2 separate regions of the Canis lupus genome follow, and region 2 is linked to region 1. The links are chromatin contacts, called in public Hi-C maps. All regions are on one chromosome and are shown on one strand. Each heading gives the region's core, a stretch centred on a gene start, on an enhancer-like site or on the middle of the called end of the contact. The rest is flanking DNA. Distances are from core to core; before and after follow the strand shown.

Region 1 (6,742 bases), core at 1,720-4,219:
TGCCTCTAACATTAACGTAAGTATCTCCTTTTATGAGAAAGGTTAAATGTTGTAGTCTATAAACCTAGATGAAAGGTTTACTAAACAGTGCTAATATCTAACTTTAAGGGGTGTGTGACCATCCGAACTGAACAAAATATGAGAACAAGGCTGAGTGTTCTATACTATATAGAGATGCATTAAAAAAAGCCATTTGTAAATACTTTTCTCAATAACACTTCAAATTCCCACCAGTATGACTGAAGTATTCTCAGCTCTAGTTTTGCTTTTTCAATTTCACACTGCACTTTTTTGTAGCCCTGGGCCATCGAACTTGCAAAACAGAAAACAAGAAATGTATGACCCTATTTACCATATAAGCATCAAGCAATATCTGTTTATTATCTGTTTGTTATCTGAAGGCTGATTATCAGCGAAATGACCATGGTTTGAACTTTGCTGGAAGGAGTGTAAAACTATTAATAGTATCATATCTGAGGGTAGTACGTGCATCAAAGTGAAGTGCAAAGCTTCTGTTTAATCAAAAGATACTATTATCTCTAATCTGGGACATCTTCTAAGTGCCACAAAAATCAACAAGAAATATCTATTTGTGAAGAAAATACAGCCATCTCAACATGGTATTTTTCTTCCATAATTTTGCGTATGGACATCTTAAGAAGTGAACCTTTTGCGAGAATCATTTTTATGAGTCGTAGGGCTAATTTTAAAAAACTGAACTGCCTTCTCAAGTCCTTTGGCAGGTGGGTTCAGGATGCCAGTCTTGTTGACTTCCTCAGAGCATCTAGCACCCATGTGAAATTGATCTTGTCTAGAGGTTTTTATTTGTTGGTCCCTGGCAAAGTGGCCCTGTTGAGCACACCCTGAGAGTGTTTCCTGGGTGCTGACGCCTGGCCCTCCTGCTGCAGGTGCAAGGTGCACACATGTGCACCATGGGCCCATGCACCTCCCTGGGGATGACAGGTTGGCATTTTACACGGAGCAGATGTATACAGATGTTACTTCCATCCTCCTTGTCCACTCTTGAGTCCCAGCAGAGTAGGTTTGTTCTGCTAAACCGGACAAGTTTTCTAACCTAGAAAACAAAACACTTGCTTGGTATGCTTTACATCTTTTAAAATTATGCAGTTTGTGTTTAACCAGAGAAGGAGAGAGCTAAAGGAGTCCTGTCATACTATAACAGGGCCAGCTAATTTTGATTCAGTCTTTATACAAGGGATTTATTACACTCCCATTTTCTTAACATTGAACATAAAATGTAACCAACATCAAATAAGTTGTCAGGTACTCAGAGTAAGGAGGGCAGCTCTTATTCAAACAAGCACTCACGTTTTTATTTTTCATCGCAGGAATGTGCTGGCTGCAAGCACACAGGGAGTGATGAGTCCAAACGCACCCGGCGAGGCGCCCTCCAGCCAGCTGCCCTGTCCTCCCCGGCCGCTCTATCCTTCCCCATCCTGCTCCATCTTCTTCCATCCTTCCCTGTCCTGCTCCCTCCTCCTCGTTCTGCCTGGTTCTCCCCGGCCAGCCAACACCCCCACCAATCCTTCCCTTTCTTCTCCCGTCCTCCTGGGCTACCCAGTCCAACCACCCCATCTTCTTCCATCCTCCCCAACCTCCCCTATCCTGCTGCCTCCTCTCCAGTCCCACCACCCTGTCCTGCTCCGTCCTCCCCGTCCTTCCTCATCCTCCCCCACCCTGCCCTGTCCTGCCCTGGTCCCACCACCCCGTCCTGCTCCGTCCTCCCCGTCCTTCCTCATCCTCATCCTCCCCCACCCTGCCCTGTCCTGCCCTGATACCACCACCCCGTCCTGCTCCGTCCTCCCCGTCCTTCCTCATCTCCCCCCATCTTCCCCCACCCTGCCCTGTCCTGCCCGGTCCCACCACCCCGTCCTGCTCCGTCCTCCCCCATCCCCCCCATCTTCCCCCACCCTGCCCTGTCCTGCCCCGGTCCCACCACCCCGTCTTCTCCAGTCCTCCCCATCCTTCCCTATCCTGCCTCGTCCTCCCCGGTCCCACCACCCCGTCCTGCTCCGCCCCGAGCGCCCGTCCCCGCAGACCGCACAGCTCAGGCAGACCCCAGAACGGAACTCCGGAGGTTCCCGGGTCTTTAAAAAACCAACCGCACTCGCACGGACTCGAGAACGCTGACCACTCAGCAGGTGACAGCAGCCAGCTCCGCGGCGCCGCCGGGTGACATCAGGGAGAGGACGCGTCAGGGCGGCGCCGGCAGGGTGACGTCAGAACGCGCACGTCACGACGGGCCGCCGCCGGGGGCTGTGTGTGGGGGGGGGCAGGGCCTCCCTCGGCAGGAGTGCGCTGCGGGTGCGACGGCGAGACGCCCACCGGCGAGGCCCAGGACCCCGGCCAGCCGCGGCGCCCTCCGTCCCGCACGCCGTCCGGCGCCCGCCCCTCGGCCGGGGCCGAGCGCCCGAGACCCGACCTCTGTCGCCTGCGGGCGCTGCGGCGTTACCTCGGTCCCGTCGGGCGGCCGGCGGCGACAGGAGTCCCTCCGGGGCCCGAGGCCGCCCCGCGCCGCCATCGCCTCCGCCGCCGGCCGCAAGCCCCGCCCCCCGCGCCGCGCGCCTGCGCAGCCCGAGCGGCCGCGCGTGTTGACGGGAGGGGCCTCCGCGTTCCCTTCTTTCCCGGGACCGGCCCACTCGGACCGCGCCGGGGGGGGGGCGCGTTTGTCCGCGTCCTCGGGGTCCGCCTCTCGAGGCGGCGGCGGCTCCGGGTTCCGGGTGTGTGGAGCGGGCCTCGTGGGGGCCGTGCCCGCGGAGGTTCGAGCCGCGGGGGAGGTGGGGGGCGGCGCCGGCGGGCGGCCGGGCCCTCGGCGCTCCCCCTCGGCGGCCGGCGGGATGGTGCGTCCCGCAGGGCGCGCGCGGCTCCCGCGCTTGGGCCGCTCGGCGCGGGCGGGGGCGCGGAGGGCGGGGGAGCGGGCCCGACTCGCAGGACCGGGCCCCGGCCGCGCGGTTGGGGAGCGGGCCCCGCGGGGCGGGGCGGGAGCCGCCGCGGAGCCTTGCGGCCGCCGCGACCATGTCGGACCCGGCGCCCAAAGTTCCCGAGGAGATGTTCCGAGAGGTCAAGTATTACGCGGTGGGCGACATCGACCCGCAGGTACCGCGCCGCCCCCGCCCGCGCCCGCCCGCGCCCGCCCGCGCCCTCCGCCCGCCGCGTCCCCGTCGCCGTCCCCGTCCCGTCCCTGCTCCCGCCGCGGGCGCGCGCCTGGCCGCAGAACGTCTGGGCCCCGCCGCCCGGGCCGCCGGCCTGGCTGCGCCGACGCTGGGCCGCCGGGCGCCGAGCAGGCCCGGGGCTGGGGGGCCGAGGGGCCGAGGGGCCGGGGGAAGGGACCTGCGGGAGGGGACCTGGGGGGCGGCCGAGGGACCTTCGGGAGCTGACCCGCGGAGGGCAGGTGGAGGACCCGGGGTGGGGGTCCTGCGGGACCTGCGACCGGCGAGCCCAGGGGAGCGACCTTCCGAAGCAGACCCAGCGAGGGGACCTACGGCAGGGGACCTGGGGGCCGACTTCTAGACCCGCGGCCTGGAGGCTGGAACACGGGGGCTCTAAAGGACCCAGGATTAGAGGGAGCATGAAGGGAGGCGTGGAGATCTGGGTCATGCCCTACTGGGACTATCAGTAGAGGGGTCTACTTCCTGACCAGAGAGGAGGGGAGGACATGGGGTGGGGGGCCACGTCTCGGGCCTCTGCCTGGTGGGGGTCCGGCATCCTGTCGCATAGGTAAGTCCCCCAAACCCATCTGCCACCTCAGCCAGTTGCTACTTTGCTGCTTTCTGAGGCAGATTTGGAGCAGGAGCATCCTTCCTGTTGCCCACCCCATGTGCCTGTGCTCCCAGAACAGGGGGCCCGAGAGTGGGGACAAGGTGAAGGGAATGGAGCTCAGGTGGGAACCCCAGGTCCAGGCTGCTGGGGTGTAGTGAACAGCCCCTGGTGTGGCCAGCCACCAGAGCTCACAGGGCTGGGCTGTGCAGCTGCAATCATGTGGGAAGTGCTTCGTTTGAAACCCTCTAATTCCTATTTCTTGATTTTCCTAATTGGGATTAAACAGTAAATGTGGAAGATATCCAGGTAGCACTAAAATTGTGAACATTGAACAGGCCCATACCAAAAGATACAGTTTTTTCTAAGCCCCCCCCCCCACCCCACCCCGTAATACATCTGTTTAAACGTCAGGGTGTTACTCTTGCACTGTGGAAGTGAATCTTAGTTGAATATCTATTTCAGGTGAATCTTCACAACATTCTTTTTATTAAAGTTTGTGCAGGTAAAATTACCTGGGGTGGCTTATATGCTATGAGGGCTAAGCTTGGAGGTGAAGAGACTTGGAGCCAGGTGATCAGACCTTCGTCCTCAAGAGTGGAGACAGATGTTTAACCAATGATCTTGGTTGGCATGGAAAGAATTATGGAAGGTTGATTGGTCTTGACCTTGTAGAGGCTGGTCTGTTTGTATCTTAGTAAACTAAACTCCCTTGTGTGACTTTCAGGGTGGACCCTTGTTCTGTTGTAACTGTAGGGTGAAGAGACTGGTCCTTGAATTTAAAGGTAAACCGGTGTTGAACCCATAGAGATCATGATGAATGCCTGTAGCAGTGGCAGCTTTTTCCGGTATTGATAATTTTCCTGTCTTTCACTATCCAACCTTCTCCCCCACCTCCTTCCTACTCTCTTTATTTCATTTTAGGACTTTGGCTCTTATGGGGGACTTGAATCAAATGTTACTTAAAACCTGGAATGAGCTGAATTGGAACCATATTTGCTCAACTATGAGTCAAATCTAAGTGCTTAAAAATGTCCTTGGCAAACTACTTTGATGTGAAACAGTAGATTTTCTAAATGATTTAGAGCCAGAACATTGATTCCCTGAATCTTATAAATATGGATTCAGAAAGTTCATGTGTATTGAACATCTAGCACCTGTTAAAGCATTGGACTGAAGATGAGAAGAACTGATTCCTCTCAAGAACCCTTCATTGCTGGGGATGGGGAGCACACCGGAAGACATGGTGGTGTAGGGTGGTAGGTGTGGCAAGGACAGACTTTAAATTATAAATGTGAGGTGCTTAGGAAGAGGCACCACTGAACTTTTTTTTTTTTTTAAGGTTTTATTCATTCATGAGAGAGGGACACACACACACACACACAGGCAGAGACACAGGTAGAAGGAGAAGCAGGCTCCATGCAGGGAGCCCGATGTGGGATTCATCTCGGGACTCCAAGATCACGTCCTGGGCTGAAGGTGGGCACCAAACCGCTGAGCCACCCAGGGATCCCTTGAACTTTTTGAAAGTAGTTGTCGTATCAGTGGGGTGTTGAGCTATACCCTGAAATTAATAGGGTAAGGTGATGTTTTTCGTGTTAAATGTGTGCTGAGGAACAGAAGCATTGATGTATTTGAAACACACCAGGGTGATCAGTACACCTAGTGCAAGAGTGACATGAGCTAAATCTAGTAATAGATTTAGTAGTGTGAAGATTAGAAAGAAGCTACAAGTTTGGGCACCCTTCAAGTCCATGAAAAAATTAGTATTTCAGCAGAGTTGTAGAAAAGGCAGGCGACGGTGGGTGAAGAGTGAGCAGGAAGTGAAGACATCTTGGACGGTTCCAAGTGATCTGTCAGGAAGAGGAAGCAGAGAAGGAGCCTGGAGGTGTGTGAGTGCATGTGAGGACCAGCGAGGCCTTCTTTGTTCTTGGGTGGAAAGGGAGAGATTGAAATCTCATGACTCCTAAAAAATGTGGTAGGGTTGGAAATGCAAACTGGAGGGTGGATAGAGGAGGGTACCATTTTCTGTGGGTCAAGTCGAGTGGATGTGAAAACTAAAGAAGTTTGGAGGTGACGTGTGGCTACACCTACTGGTTTTCACTTACTAAACAAATACTGAGCATTGGTCCCAGTTGCTACCTCTGGATGGTCAATAAAACATCCTGAAAAAGTTGTCCACCTTGTGGGTAAATTAAGCGTTGTGGGCATCAGTTCGCTTTCCTATGTGGTGCGCACCTGGGCTTCTCAGGCTCTGCCCTCACCTGCACCTGTCCCTGAAGTCTCTGGCCTGTGAGTAGCCTCCAGTCTATTTACTGCGTTGCACCTGGGGACCTCACTCTCAGAACTTTGGCCACCATTGACTCCCATCTGGTGGGGGCCCAGGCATTTTCCTAGCCCTTCCACCTGGCATGAGAAGGATGTGCCCCAGACTAAAGTACTTTTCTTCTTCCTCGCCTGTGTGCTCATAACATGTTCCTCAGTGGAGGCTATTCTTGTGTCCCCAGGCTTTTTTTCTTGCACTCCTACCTCTCCCAGGCACTTGTTTCTTCTTCCTAACCCCTAGTGATAGTTCTTTGGTCTGTGACCCTGGATTCCTGCTGTTATCTCAAACGCAATCCAATCTATTTCAGCAAATCTGGTCATGCCATTTCCCTGCTGAAAACCCTTGTGTCGCTCCAGAAGACGCTTCTATAGGAGAATAAAACCCATGTGTGTGTAGCACATGACTGTTAGACCCTATCACCTGTCCGGTGTATTGAATGCTGCTACCCTCTCTCCCCTCCAACAGCCCATGTATTTTTGTCTCACTAAGTCCTTAAATTCATCAAGAATCCGCTCATTTTAGCTCCTTTTCTGGAAACTTTCCCATTTGTGATGAAACTACCTGTTCCTAAACCTTGAGGGTTGAGCCTGGTTGCCCTCTCAGCACTGTCCTGGCTGCCTGTCAGATCTTCAGTCCTCA
Region 2 (6,742 bases), core at 1,780-4,279, 140 kb before region 1:
TTAGACACAGAACTCAATCAGGTGGGGGGGGGGGGTTAATTATCCATATAATGCTGTGACCAGTCAGCCATGCTGAGCCACCCCTGTGAGTCCAGGTCCTGACCTGTGGGAACAGCCTGGGACCAGGCCCAGGGAACCAGGCCCCTGGTTCACTGTGGGCTCTGATGGGACCTGGATCCTCATGTTTGTTTCCTCATGTGTAAAATGACAAGGGTTATGTAAGCAGAAGGCGGAGTAGGAAGAGTTAGGGAGTTTTCACAGGCACAGATTTTTAAAGGAGAGAGGACACAGAGAACTTAGACAGGGGGAGGGTGTGGCACTCAGGGACATAGTAAAGGCAGGAACAAACAGGGTGCCTGGAGGCTGCTGGGGATCCAGGCCCACGGGACCAACTGTGGGACATGGGGCTCAGCACTTAAAGATGCCAAGTGCAGAGGCTTGAAAGCCAAGGAGCAGTTCCACCTGCTATCCTAGGAAAGGAGTAACTAGTTCAGGTTCCTGGACAAATAAGGGACACAGTTCTGGTGAAAATAATCAATGAAACTGAGAGTTTCAGTTTCAATTTTGTCTTACAGTTTATCAAATTCTAATTTTAAGAGTTTTGAAAACTGAAACCCAAACAATTCTATAACTTATTTAGCTATAACTTAATCTTACCTTTTAAGGTTAAAGGGTAAAGAGGCACAACCGTACTGAAGAATTTTGCCCTATGCTTATCTGGTAATTTTTTTTTTTTTTTTTTTAAGGAAGGTATGAGAAACTGAGAGAGTGCAGAATTCCTTGACGCTTCAATTGCAAATAAAACCTAACCTAAAATATTTCCTTTTTAAGACCGAATTTTTGATTCAGAGAAAGAACTACTGTACCAAATGTGCATGAAAGATGGGATCTGCTCTAGGTAACTTTCTCAAAAAGGATTTTTAATAGGATAGCTGTATGATTAAAGGATTTAGAAAGGCAAAGTAGGATCCTACCTTTCTAAGAACGGAGATGAAGGCACTGTACCCACTGAGTGGGTGCTCTACCCCCACCCCTCACCCGGCAGTGACTGACGTGCCCTGGCCAGAACATAGCTTCCACTCCCAGCCCTGTGCCATCCAGCTGTTCTCAGCCAGTCTGCTGCAAAGAGGATGTGTCTCCACAGTGTAGGGGACACACCCAGACTCCAGGGAGGCAGTTTGCAGAGTTATGCACAGCGGTCTGCCGTTTACTGTGTCCCCTTAGACAGGGATGCTTAAAGTCTCTGCACCCAGTTTCCACATCTGTGAAATGGAGCCATCACAGAGTACTGTTGTAAGGAGTGAACAGGCTTAAGTTGTAAGCACGTAAAACCCACGGCAGGCAACCCATCAAGGCTGGACACACAGCCCACAGCGCGGCACCCCCGCGACGGCTGTCCCACTTGGGTACACCTGTGCTCTGCCCAGCAGAGCGTGGCTCCCCGAGGGCAGGGGCCGAGGGCTGGGGCCCGCCCCGCCCGTTCTCTACTCCCGCAGCTGGCAGCTGGCGAGGCTGCAGGAAACGCCTGACACGGCGCGTATGCACGAAGGCTGCGCCGCTAGAGAAGCGCTAGGCGGTCTTCCGAGCCAAGCCGAGATCCACCACGCGTGGGCACGGGAGCAGAACAAGTCCCCCAGGAGTCAGCGGCCCCTGCGCACGGAGTCAGCGGGCGGCACCCCGCGGCACCCCGCGGCCCGCCGGGCGTCCCCTCCGCCCCGCCCCGCCCCCGCCCGGCGGGGCGCACGTGACGGTTTGTTTTCGGTGGCCGGCGGGTAGCGTGTTCGCGCGCCGGGCCAATGGCAGCGCCGCCGTGCCGCTCACCAGTTCGCCCGCCGCCAATCCGGGGTGCGCTCAGCCCGGGGACGGCGGCGGGCTCGGCGCGCGCGGCCCCCGGGCCAGGTCGGCGGGAGGCCGGCCCGGCGGCCCCGAGCAGCGCCCCCGAGCGGCGCCCCCACCCCCGCTGCACTCACCGGCCGCCGTCCCGCAGCACGGCGGGACCCACCAGGCCGACGAGAAGATGGTGGCGATGACCTCCTCGGGGAACAGCGTGACGTTCCGCTGCACCTGCAGCAGGTTGAGCACCAGGGCCAGCACGACCCCCACCGAGAACAGCACCAGGCTCCGTCGCACCAGGTGGTGGTGCCAGCTGCCCGGGGAGCCGCCGCCAGCGCCGCGAGCCCCCCCCGCCCCGGGGCTGCGAGGCCCGTGAGCGGGCGCGGGGTCCGGGCCGCGGCGGGCCGCCAGCGCCGCGGGGCTGAGCATGTCTCCCACTTTAGCCGCCAGCCCTCCGGCCCCGGCCACCGGGAGGCCTCGGTGCCTGGCGCCCTGGGCGCACGAACAGCTCCAGCAGTGGTCGTCCAGCCGGGGCATCGGTCACCGGGGCGCGCCGGCGCTCCTGCAGGGAGAGGGGCGGGGCCCCGTCACGCTCGCGGGCGAGGGGAGCTGGGGAGCTGGGGAGCTGGGGAGCTGGGGAGCCGGGCCCGGGCGGCGTCGGGCGGAGGGCGAGGTGCGGGCCTCGCGGCTCGCGCGGGAAGCCGGGGCTCCGGGCGCCCGCAGACGGCACGGCCCGCGCCCAGGTCCCGCCGGGTGCCCGCTGGGTGGCGCGGGGCTGCGGGCGGCGGCGGCGGCGGCCAGGCGTCTGGGACCGGCTGCCAGCACCGAGCGGCCCCGGTGCCCTCCGCACGCGCCTCCAGCGCTGGCCCGTCCGGCCCCAAAGTTTCCCACACGCCGTCCGCGCGCAGCGCAAGTTACCCGGGCCCGGGGCAGGGGGGGGCCGAGCCGACCCGCGGGGGTCAGGCGTGCAGCTCCGCCCCGGGGCCGGGCCCGGGTCCCCGCGGCTCCCGGGGGTGGGTGGGGGCGCCCGGACCGCCCCAGGCCCCGCGCCCCCGGCTCCCGCCCCGAGCTCGGCCCCGGAGTCTCCCACGCTCCCCGCGTACCTGTCCGGGGGGGCGCCCGCGCGCGGGCTCGGGGGGGAAGAGGTCGCGGCCGGGACCGCCTGGAGTTGGGCCCGTGGCGCGGGGCGCGCGGCGCGGCTTATAAGGCGGGCGGTGGGGCCCGGGTCACGTGACCCCGCCCGGCCCGCCGTCGGGGGGCGTGGCCTCCGCGCGCCCCGCCCCGCCCGCGCGCCCGTCCGCTCGCGGTCTGGTGAGGCGGCGGTGGCCAATCGGAGGCGGGCGGCCCATATGACGTCAGCACACGCCACCGCCACCTCGCGCCCGGCGCTGGCTCGGGAGCGCGGACGGCCGGCGGGTGGACTGCGGGGCGGCGGGGCGGGTGGACGGCGGCGGGGCGGCGGGGAGCTGGGGGCCGGCGGGCCCGGAGGGGAGGGGAGGGGAGGGGAGGGGAGGGGAGAGCGGGCGGCGGGTCCTCCCCGGACGTGGCGCACGGTGGCGTCCCCTGCTAACCGGCCTCTGCACCGCGCCGGCAGCAGGTGATCGCGCTGCACCTGCCGCGTCACCTGACGCTGCCCCTGTTGTGCCCAAGACCGCGCATCCGAGAAACCGCCGAGGAGCCGACGCCGCTGCAAGTACATGAGGGTTTATTTGCAAGCTGGAGCTTGGGTCCAAGTGTACCCGACACAGCGGAGCAGGGGCTCGGACCCCGAGGCTAAGAAGCACAGCAGTGTTGCAGGGGTCCGTGCCCAGGGAGATTGTAACACACAGAAAGTTGCACAGTCATGTCGGTGCGCACGCAGGTGGCCGATTGAATTACGATTCGCCCTATAGTGACCATTTGGACTAGCCTATTATTCTGGTTAGAGTTGGCGCGCAGGTTCGGCGGCAGAAGACGGGGTTTTCATTCTTTGGCGGTTAAAAGTCAGAGGTCCCGCATTCCTAGGTGTGCTGGTTCCTGATAAGGGTGTGCTTAATAGCTAAACTGGGGTGAGGGAGTGCCTTAAACAACAGGCAGGTCGTGTGGGGGGTTTTACATGAGGTGGCGGGTGCAGCACAAAATGGAGTTAGTCCTGCTCTGCTTGTCCAGGGGTAGGGCATTAACGTCAGATTTCCTGGGTCCCACAGCCCCTACCTCTCCTGTCTGGCCCGCTTCTGCAGAGCCTGACGGTCCCCACACCTGCTCCCTGGCCTAGGTGGGTGGATGCCCCGCACGAAGCCCGGCGCGGAGATGGAGCTGTCGGCGGGTGTGTGCTTCCCGGCGGCCTAGAGGGGTCCAGAAGCCCTTCTTAGACATGAAATCTTTGATGAAAATGCAGATGATGCACTTTTCATTCCTGCAGTGACTTCTCCCACGTTCACGTTGCCTTTCCTTATTTACGGAAAGCAAACCATCACACGTACTGCAGAAAAACAGAAAATGTAAACTCTTATTAAACTTTACTCTTCAAAAGCAGATTGCTTTACCTCGTTGATGTGTAATGTGTTTCGACCCTGTTTCCCACATGTGTCACACCGTGCCCCGTGCTAATCTCACATCTTGTTGAGCAAGATGGTATTAAGATGTTCCTCAACAGTAGCGGGGGAAGAGTCCGTGGTCTTCTGTAGTGTCCCCCATCAGCAGAGATTGAGAGGAAGTTGGGACTTAGAGCAGATCCTCTGGTGGCTGAGAGACCCCGGGGGCTGAGGCAGCATGAAATCCCATTGCACGTGGCAACTTCAGTATCAGGGTTTGTGACTCGGTGCCAGAAGCTTTAAAAAAATGGAGACAGCCTCCTGAGATACTCATATTTTTCAAAGTTCCTTTTTTTTGTTGGGTGGGGAGATGGGAGGGGAGGGTTCACATGATTTTTTCAATGATGAAACAGGAAACTTCAGGAAAAAGTAGTCTTACAGTGGCTGTGTTCCCACTCCGTGACTTTAAGGGGTGTTTCATTAAAGTTTTGAGAAGCACAGCGTAAAGACACTTGCCATCCATTAATTAGCTTGTTACTATTGCATCAGCGTCCATGGTGGGTTTTCTGCTACTGCTAACTTATAGGCCAGACACAGCCTGGTTATGGTGTAAACACCCTACAGCCAGTCCATCATGCCAACCCAGTGTGAACGTAACCTACTAATCTTTTCTACCTCCATGAGAGCCTAAGTTTTTAACAAGTTTCTTCATCATGAACTATGACAAAAGTGTTTTCAAACACTCCTGCATAATCAAGACTTATAATTTGCTAATAATGTCACTTGTTTGCATTTCTTGGGCACGACCCAAAGTGGAAGTGGGTGGGAAGGAGGGGTTCCGTCCTCACGTCTCTCTGTGAGAAGGGCAGAAGCTGGCTTTCACACTCTGTGTATCCCTCTCTAAACCCTGATCACCACTATAAACCTTGCTCCCAGAAGTTCAAAGCGCTCTTGACTTCATGGCATAGTGTCATGTGGGTCTTGGCCATTTTCTCCACGCATCTACTGTAAGTGCACACCGTTGTAACATTGGAACTTTGTAAAAGCAAAAACATGAAAAGCTGCCCAACTGTTCACTGATAGGAGATCGTCTGGCTCAATGACGGCACACGTATCCAAGGGACGCTATGTAATCACGTCACTGCCGGCTCAGCCATCAGCAGCCAGTGTTCTCTCTCCCTTCCCCTGCCATCAGCCTGCAGTGTCATATGCAGGTGGAGAAGCACTTCTTTCAATCAAGGTGTGAATCTTGTGGACGTGGATCTGCATCAGCCTCGGCCCTGAAATGTCGGCATGTCATGGACTCAATCAGGAAAGACTAGTAAATGCAGGGAGCTTCTCACCAGCTTTCAAAAACTGGTCCATTCAGGTATATGAGGCCCAAGAGCAGGGGGGACTGCTCTTCACTTACCTGCCAAGCTGCTGTGTAGGTGGATTCCTTACAGCACTGAAATTAGCATATCTGTCTTCTGGGATCTAAGATGTGTTAGGTTTTCTTTATGTTTTTTTCTCTTGCCATTTTGCCTGGCCATGCAGACTACTCCAGTGTCGCTTTTAGTGTAATACCCTTATGTACAAGTACAAACCTTATGAAAATACATATTTTTAAAAAGATTTACTTATCTATTTGAGAGAGAGTGTGTGTGCAAGTGGTGCAGGGAGAGGGAGTGGGAGAGAGAATCTCAAGCAGACTCCACTCTCAGGACCAAGCCCGAGGTGGGGCTGGATCTCACGACCCTGAGATCATGACCTGAGCTGAAACTGAGAGTCGAACACTCAACTCACTGAGCATCCCAGGCGCCCCTCATGAGAATATTTTATAGGTTTCTGTGTTGTCTGTCTCCTGTGTGGAAACGGACTCTCCATTCCATGAGCTTATTGGTGTGTTAAGGTCTGTTCATGTGCCTATTTCTCTCCCTGCCCCAGCTGCTGGCCACACAGTCCAGCCTCTGACCCCTCATTCCCTCACATCTGTCCTGGGACTTTGTGAATCAGGAGCCCTCCGGGAGCCGCTTCGAGGCCCAGGGAGCCTGTGGGAAGTGGGAGGGCTGCCTGCGGACTGTGTTCTGTTGGGTCCTTGCTGAGGGCTGTGGATGTGGCCTCAGTACTGCTGCCCCACGGCCTGTGGTTTGCTCCAATGCCGGTGGAATCTGGTCCCACGAATGAAGTTAGGCTAGGGGAATGGCAATGGAAGAATGTGAGTGTACATTGTGAGGCTTGCAAACCACAGGCTTGGTTTCAGAAACAATATTCAAATATTTTGAGAATTTGCAACTCCATTATCCCCAGTGACGTTGTTATTGTTGCAGCTTCTCTAATACATAAGGGCTCTCTGTCCCCCCCCCAGCCCCAGTCAGTTACTCAGAGTTAAGTATTTAGGGAAATGTGTTCAGGAG

Evidence for each region. A called contact is a pair of places that touch in the nucleus more often than the background predicts.
Region 2: a contact with region 1 is called in a Hi-C map of blood, with 2.8 times the contacts expected there. The contact joins the promoter of INSIG1 here to the promoter of PAXIP1 in region 1. A contact is called at or near these places in 2 of 9 Hi-C or Micro-C datasets (both in blood).

Annotation. Positions count from the first base shown.
Region 1 is chr16:18,845,284-18,852,025 of UU_Cfam_GSD_1.0, reverse strand. It overlaps PAXIP1 (PAX-interacting protein 1), which reads left to right and starts at 2,969. Exons shown (of 21, transcript XM_038559796.1): 1 at 2,969-3,117. The coding sequence starts at 3,037. LOC102154889 (a long non-coding RNA gene) reads right to left here and starts at 2,573. Exons shown (of 2, transcript XR_005371375.1): 1 at 2,474-2,573; 2 at 1-1,075.
Region 2 is chr16:18,989,190-18,995,931 of UU_Cfam_GSD_1.0, reverse strand. INSIG1 (insulin-induced gene 1 protein) reads right to left here and starts at 3,029. Exons shown (of 5, transcript XM_038559804.1): 1 at 2,937-3,029. LOC102155017 (a long non-coding RNA gene) reads left to right here and starts at 3,339. Exons shown (of 2, transcript XR_005371062.1): 1 at 3,339-3,526; 2 at 4,020-4,347.